Regions from separate parts of the Triticum aestivum genome. Here region 1 is linked to region 2. The links are chromatin contacts, called in public Hi-C maps. All regions are on one chromosome and are shown on one strand. The core of a region is the stretch at or near the end of the contact, and the rest is flanking DNA. Distances in the headings are between cores, read along the strand shown.

Evidence for each region. Hi-C and Micro-C count contacts between places; a contact is called where the count stands out from the background.
Region 1: a Hi-C map of leaf shows a contact between it and region 2, with 5 times the contacts expected there. The contact joins the promoter of LOC123054475 here to the promoter of LOC123054472 in region 2. A contact is called at or near these places in 2 of 5 Hi-C or Micro-C datasets (both in leaf).

What each region holds. Positions count from the first base shown.
Region 1 is chr2D:557,314,454-557,317,957 of IWGSC CS RefSeq v2.1, reverse strand. LOC123054475 (UV-B-induced protein At3g17800, chloroplastic) reads right to left here and starts at 2,236. Exons shown (of 3, transcript XM_044478256.1): 1 at 1,920-2,236; 2 at 460-737; 3 at 1-277. The coding sequence starts at 2,015. LOC123054474 (protein AE7) reads right to left here. Exons shown (of 6, transcript XM_044478254.1): 6 at 3,475-3,504.
Region 2 is chr2D:557,014,001-557,017,922 of IWGSC CS RefSeq v2.1, reverse strand. LOC123054472 (HBS1-like protein) reads left to right here and starts at 2,525. Exons shown (of 11, transcript XM_044478252.1): 1 at 2,525-2,711; 2 at 3,060-3,193. The coding sequence starts at 3,064.

The DNA.
Region 1 (3,504 bases), core at 987-3,486, 300 kb before region 2:
GCTGATCTCAACAACGGTATCTAGTGGCGCCGCTGCCTGCTCCCCCATGATAAGGTTGAGATGGTTCTGTATCATCTCAAGAGCGTCTTGAGAGTGTATGCTTTGCAGCTTATACTCCTGGTTAGGCAACGAGGAGACATCGCGTACAGGGCCACCTGATGATGATAATGCAGGTGTCATTTGTATGTCATTTTCCATGAACTTGAACAAAATCCAGCAGTAGATGATCTCTTCCAGGGTATTCTGCCTTTCCTTCTCTTTGACTTCTGCAATTCGCCTGTAGTTCAATTAGCATAATTCGTTAACTGATGCATTATTAACTGATATGAGTCAAATAGAATATCTAATGTCTTCTCCTTTCTACAACATTTACATAGCAGCATGTTTTATAGCAGATATGACGCGTCACTATTTGTTGCTGATGTGGGGAAAACAATTCCTATAATTATTGGTACTTACTTGTAAAGGAGGTCCTCGGGAACTTTTGCTGCCTTTTCCTTTTGGGCAATTTTCTCTGCTGTCAGGTTTTCAAGTTGCTGATCAACTGTTACAGGGATTAGGTGAGGCTGCGATTGCAGTATCTGCGCCAGAAGTTGACCACTTGGGGTTTCGAATTTAACTGGAGCGAGTTGTGTCTCGCCATCACCAGAATCCATCTTTGCTTCAACCTTTAAGCTCCTTGCTTGGTAATGATTGATTTGGAATCCAGCTTTAGAACGAGTGGTACAAGGAAAGCCCTGTGAAACAAAGAAACATCATCCAGTTGACCCAAAAAAGCAATTGAAACTTGAACGGGGAGATGTTAAACTCCAATATAATATCATGGTATTTCCCATTCAGCTAAGGAATTACTTCCTCTTTAAACTAATATATAGGACGTTTAGAGACTTGACATTGAAATGCAAATGCAGCACGGGTAAAATAAAGATATTAACTGAAAATACACGAGTTGAGCAGAACAGTTTGAGAGCAAAAGATAAGACAAAATTCAATGACCATCGGTCACCACGCAATGCGAAATAAAAATTTCAGATCACTTTAAGTGTTGGGCACAATCAACCCTTAGCAAACGCATCAGATGTGAGCAGTTGAGCATAACAGGAGCACCAGAATACTTGTCGAAACCAGGTGCATAGAGTATAGATAATGTGAAATTATAGAAACGCTTGTAAATAAATAAATGAAAAGAGTTAATGTTGCGTTCATGAACAATTAAAAACAATTCCTATAGGCATCATGAACAATTAAAACAAATTGCAATACATCATATCGAATGCTATGGCACTCTAGGCAGGCAGCTACTCCCTCCGTTCACAGATATAAGATGTTCTAACCTTTTTCCAAATCAGATGTATATAGGCACGTTTTAGTGTGTTTGATCACTCATTCCAATCCGTATGTAGTCCATATTGAGATATCCAAAACATGTTATGTTTGTGAACGGAGGGAGCACATAACAATTCCGTGAGTTTTTTTTCAGGAACAAAAGCAAATTCAGGCATGCTTCTTGTTCAGAGTTTCACCACGCACGTATTGGTGCCATTTCCGCTAGACTAAGTCTGAATTGTAGATGAAGATTAACCAAACTAACACGCATGACGTGCCCTGCCGTGGGAGCTAGACCCAAGCAAGCCAACAACTAAACGCCACAGCCTATTGTGCATGAGCAAGCGCGTCAGCCAAGTCGTTACCCCTGACGCAACACGCTGCCGACAGCACACGAACCTCGGCGCGGCGCTGCTCAGATGCGCGGTTACAGCTCACAGAAGCAAAGCAAAGCAAATGTACGCAGGGGTACAGGGACAACCGGTCGAGCGTCAGGCCATCCGGCAACCACGAGTTGGATCCCGCTTCAGTGCCTGGGACTAGGAAACGGGCGACAGGGGCGCCGTCGGGAGGCGGGCGAGGAGGAGGCGTACCTTGCGGAGGCGCCCGTAGCGCGGCCTGGCGAGGGGGGAGCAGGAGGGGGACGGGGAGGCGAGGAGCAGCGCCGCGTCGGCCCACGCCGACGACATGGTGGCGCGCGCGGAGAGGGGGGCGGCGGAGGACGAGGAGGGGAGAAGGGCTCTACTGGGATTCCGTCCGCTGTTTGGGGTCCGGAGATTTTGTTGGCAGGTTGCCGCGGAGTGAGACCGAGACGGGGCGGGGCAGTGGAGAGGAGACTGGAGATGGAGAGCGCGGCGCTGATCTTTTTCTATCTGGAGCGAGCGTGTGCTCTTCCTTCCCTTTTCCTCCAAGCGAAACCATGCGGGCGGGGGCGGCTGCCGTGAGCGTGCGGGACTGTTCGTAACTTTGTACGCCACACAAGTCTGGTTTTAGGCATGGGCCACGCGTGGGCTCGGGACTGGGCTATTGTTGCCTCAGCGCTGAAGCTTCCTCCTTCAACGGAAGCAGCATGACCAAAAAGGATGAAGACCAACACAAAGATCTACCACTAATAAAAGAAAAAAAGCAACACAAAGATCTACCGCTCAAACAAAATGGTCGTGCTACGTGTCGGCCTCCGCCGAGCCGTCCGATCTGACGCAACTCCCGGTCAAGCGTCCTTGTACTTTTGCAACAGAAGTCGTGTTGTGAGAACCCTTTTGCAACACAAATCTTGTTGCAGAAAATTTTGTAAGAAAGATTGTGTTGCAGAGGTCTTGTTGTGAAATTTTTTTTGAATTTTTTTTTCAACCGAGCTCTTGTTGTAGAATATTTTTAAGATTTTTTTCTTTTTTTTTGCAACCGAGCTCTTATTGTAATTTTTTTTTACAACAAATGTCTTGTTGCAGAAAGTCACTACGTTGCATTGCTTGCAGTCATGGCCTCGAGCCGGGGCTTCTCTGGTTGGGGAAGGGAGAAGGGGTGTTTTGCGTATGCAATAAAGGTGATGGTGGAGGCGATGCAACATGGGGGCCGAGCATCATAGTTGGGCGACAGCCCGGAGTGAAGCTCTGGCGTGCTCGAGCGGCCATGGCCACTGGTTGCAGACACATGGAGACAGGGAGAGGAGATCTCGTCGACGTGCTACCGGCGGCGGCGGTCGGAGCAGCGCATGGAGGCATCGGCTTCACGAGAAGCTCAAGAGAGCACGGAAGGTGACTGCTCACAAGAGGATCCAGATCCAGATCCCACACCACATTACTTATTGTGGTGGGGAAGATTGCAACAAAGGCCCAGTTGCAAAATCTAAACTAGGTAATACGTTGCTCCCGAGAGTCATATGATAAAAATCAAATACGACAGCCACAAAGCCGGTGGGCGCACGCATCGTTCGGGTGATTTGAATCATTTCCCCCCAAAAAACCAACACATATCTTTAAAAAATCAAAAAAGTTGAAAATCATTCTCTGCAAATATGATTGAAAATTAATGACCCAGGAAAAGAGTTACTGGACAGACAGCACGGGTCACCGCACCTCCCTCAGCAGTGGTGCTCTTTTATTTTCTTCAGCAACTGAAGCATGTGACTGAAAAGGATAGAACATGAAGTTAAGAAAAAGGATAAACTTAGACCCTTTT
Region 2 (3,922 bases), core at 1,276-3,775:
TGTGCTCAGAGGTTCCCGCAGTAGATGTCCCCGCGCCGCTGTTGATCGTAGTTGAAGGTCCTGCAAAAAAACAGGTGCGTGTGTAAGCATGGCTTCAATGGCAGGTTTAACGCAACGGAATATAGCAACTGCATCTAATTTGGCTTGACATCATTCATAGAGCAAGTCATGGCATCTGCATGTGGCCATGCATGGCAACTGCAGTTTTTTAGTCATGGCAGCTACAGTCCAACAAACATGGCATTAATTGTTGCCAAGTCATTGCAACTAGCATCTTTAGCATCAAACTTTGGATTCTAGGTACGAGCTCACTAGGCAAATGGATTCAATCACGAATGTTGCACACAAGCATACATCAATTGACAAATCCTGAAGACAATGGATGACTATTTGCACACGTCCACTTGGTAGCATTTTTGTTCTTTTTCAGCCACCACCGTGACAAATCCACTTTTCCCCCATGCTATTTCCACAAAAGCAAATGCACTACTGTTTTCCTGGTTCACATTTTTTACCTTGTTGTGCCGCATGTGCTGATCGTATCTGGTTTGTCATTCCAATTTGATGTGCTCTATTTGCAATAGCGTTGGCCTGCAACTGTGAAGCTTGCCATGAGACGTTTGCCGATATGGTTCCACCATAACAACCTGTAATCATTTAGTAGTTGGTCAATGCATGGCAACTGTAGTTTGTACAACACGGCACATGTACGGGTCCAACCACGCCACACAGATTTGTTCACACTTTTCACCCACAGTTGTTTAGACATTGCAATCACATTTGATTATACATGGCAACTGCAGTTGTCTAGGCATGGCAACTGCAGCTGTCCAGGCATGGCAACTGCAGCTGTCAAGTCACCATTAAAACCCCCATGTCACCTATGTTCCTTCTCCTAATTCACTGTCCACAACTTCACTTCATAGACTCACCTGTGTACGACGTTGATGGCAGGTACATGTTTGCCGCCTGTTGCCACGTGCTGCATGAAGGTCCTACATTTTTCCATATAACTCGTAAGTCTTTGCCATCCTTTGCAAGTTTAATTTCATGGCCACACCAGTATGTTTCTTTTTCGTATGCGTTACCTTGGTTTGCCACATTGGCTACTTGAAATTGGTCGCCCGTACATGTGTCAGCGTTAGCGCCCTATGCCTGAACTTGCCATGGTATCCCCGTGTGTGTGGTTGGGTCATAAGAACCTGCGAAAAATGACATTGTAGGACATAAGTAGAATGACATCTTCTTCGTCACAAACATGGCAACTGCCCCTTTTTTTATCATGCATCGTACCGATGTTTGCGTACTGCTCTAGTAGTGGCACCAACGGCCCTGCCGATATGAGTTGATTGTACTCTGCTGCATCCCAAGGGGGCGTTTCCGGCCTTTGAGAAAACCAAGAATCAGTGCCGTCTTCATAATTCATTTTTCCGCTTTTTCTCCCACTGTGTTTTCAGTCACTGCATGAACAAGAACACATCAATATCCGCAAAATGCATTCTTGCTGTTTGCACATACAAGATAGCACGGCAATCTTATCACATTTCTTGCGTAGACAACCAACACATCATGACAAGTAGGAGATGCACATTCATTCTCTTTTCTAAAATCTTGTTGCCAACTATCATTTTGAACCGATGGCAACAACCAACCTAATATGATGGCAAGTAACAACATAATATTGTGGCAGCTGACGGCAAAGATAGGTGGCAACTAACGTCAGATACAAGTGGCAATTATTTTTCCTCCCTCCCAATGCCAAATTCCTCCTTTCTCCCCCTTTTTTTAGTGATTCTTACGCATCCTTCTGCAGCAACTACTCGCACCAAGCCAACCAAGAAGCTTAGCTCAACTCTAGGATAGAATATAGCAGATCTGGCGTATGTTGGTGGGCAAATGTGAACACACACAAATCTGTGGTGTCTTTGCCATGACAGCGTGGATCTAGTCGCCATCTTCGTCAGCAATCTGCAATTTCAAATTTCTGGACAGAAAGAGGACGAGAAACAGAAGGAGATCGAAGATCCACCTGTTAGCTCGTCGTCTCGGGAGGGCGCGGTTGGGGGCAGGGTAGCGGTGGGGAGGCGCTAGGGATCTGCTCTGGTTGCCATGGCAACTAGAGAAGGAAGGCGATGGAGGTAGGGGATCGAGAGGTAGGAGACGACGGCGACAGGTCGGACTGGGGTTGGAAGGCAGGCCGGGACGAGGGGGCGCGTTAGGTCGTGCGGTCGATCGCCCGGACGTGTGGGCGATTGTGCCACACATCGGACGTGCGGCTGTGGCTGCCTGTGCCCGGATGCCGTCGTGCGGGCGCGGTCGTCTTCGTGCCATACAAGGTGTGCGGCGCAACCCTAGTAGATGCCACACGTGTGGCAGTTATTGACCTTTTCTTTAAGGACGGGACACTGCGTCGAGGGGTTTTTCTGTTCGGAAACGGGTTCTAGTCGGACCGGGTCCAACGCAAACCCCTCCGGTCCGGTCCGGTCGTTTCCGTTTCTAACCCGATACGATAGACGCGACCTGGTTGCCCACGCGGAGTTTCCCTTCTACTGTACCCCCCGCCGCCCTTCCCCTGCTTGTCCGGTTCAGTTTACACTCACGCCGCGGCCGCGCCTCCTCGACTCTTCCCGGGAGAGGGAGGCGAGCGAGAGGGTGAGACAGAGCTCAGTAGCTTCGAAGTCGAACGCCGGCGACATCTAGCTCACATCCAGGTAAAATCATCCGTTCCCCATTGCCCCCGGCCCCTTTTATCGGTGTATTTCCAGCGCTTTTTTTGTTAGGGTTCCTTGATTTAGCTAGCGTGCGATTCCCGGAGCGAAATCACCGCCCGTCCGCTCGCGCTTCGGTCGCCGTCGTGGGGTTCGGCGGGGTTTTGCGCGCTGCGGGTTTCGGGGCACCTGCGTGTACTGCGCCGTTCTACTAACTCAGTACTGACCAGTGCTGATTTGTGCCAGATGCGACTTAGGGTTCTTGAATGGGGAGTGCCATAACTAGGGTTCGATTTTGCTTGACTGCTCGTTGTGTATGCTAACTATGGACCATCTTTCGCGCTTTCCCAGGACAATGCCTCGCAAGGTTGTCTCCGGGCCCGACTACGACGACGACTACGCTGATTATGAGGATTATGAGGATGACTATGATGATTATGATGAGACTGAACATGCCGATGTTAAGCCCCCTGTGAAGGAGAAAGGTACATGGCCGTGTGTGCAAGCCACTAGTCTGTTTGCGCATCAGTTTCACTGCATCAGTTATAAAGTACACCCTCCGTAAAGAAATATAAGAGCATTTAGAACACTAAAGTAGTGATCTAAACTCTCTTATATTTCTTTACAGAGGGAGTAGGAAGTAATTTTAGTTGGTTTGTAGATTTGTAGTTGCAATATCATATCTGATCAACTCCGCAATTGCAGCATTTTAAGTTGTTTGGCGGCTACTGTTGTATACATTTGTAATGTTCATGTTACTCATCCGTTTCCGTTATGCTTGCTACCGCATTTATAGTCTCAGTATGACCAACAGAATTCCACATACTCTATATAAAGCTCCCCAACACCATTGTTAAACAAACTGGGATGGCGACTAAGCTTATCATTAATGATTCCCTGCTCTTCCATTGATTTCTGCTGCCTGTTTAGCCCATCTATTAATGTTAAATGCATTTGCACATGTCTGTTTGCACCGCAGATGCACATGTGAAATAATGTATTATTACCTTTGAAGTGTCCATCTTCTTCTGGAAGGCATTGTTGTCTATATGATTTTTTTGACTGAAAGTCAAATAGTTTCGTCCATCCAGTCTAGCAGTCAAAACTTACTCACAAAAATACGCAAATTAAAATGTTGTTAAAACTCGAAACTTAGCAGGTTGTCGGTTGGAATTAGCCATTTTTCCTTGCTGGTTATTTGTTGAATGTTGGGG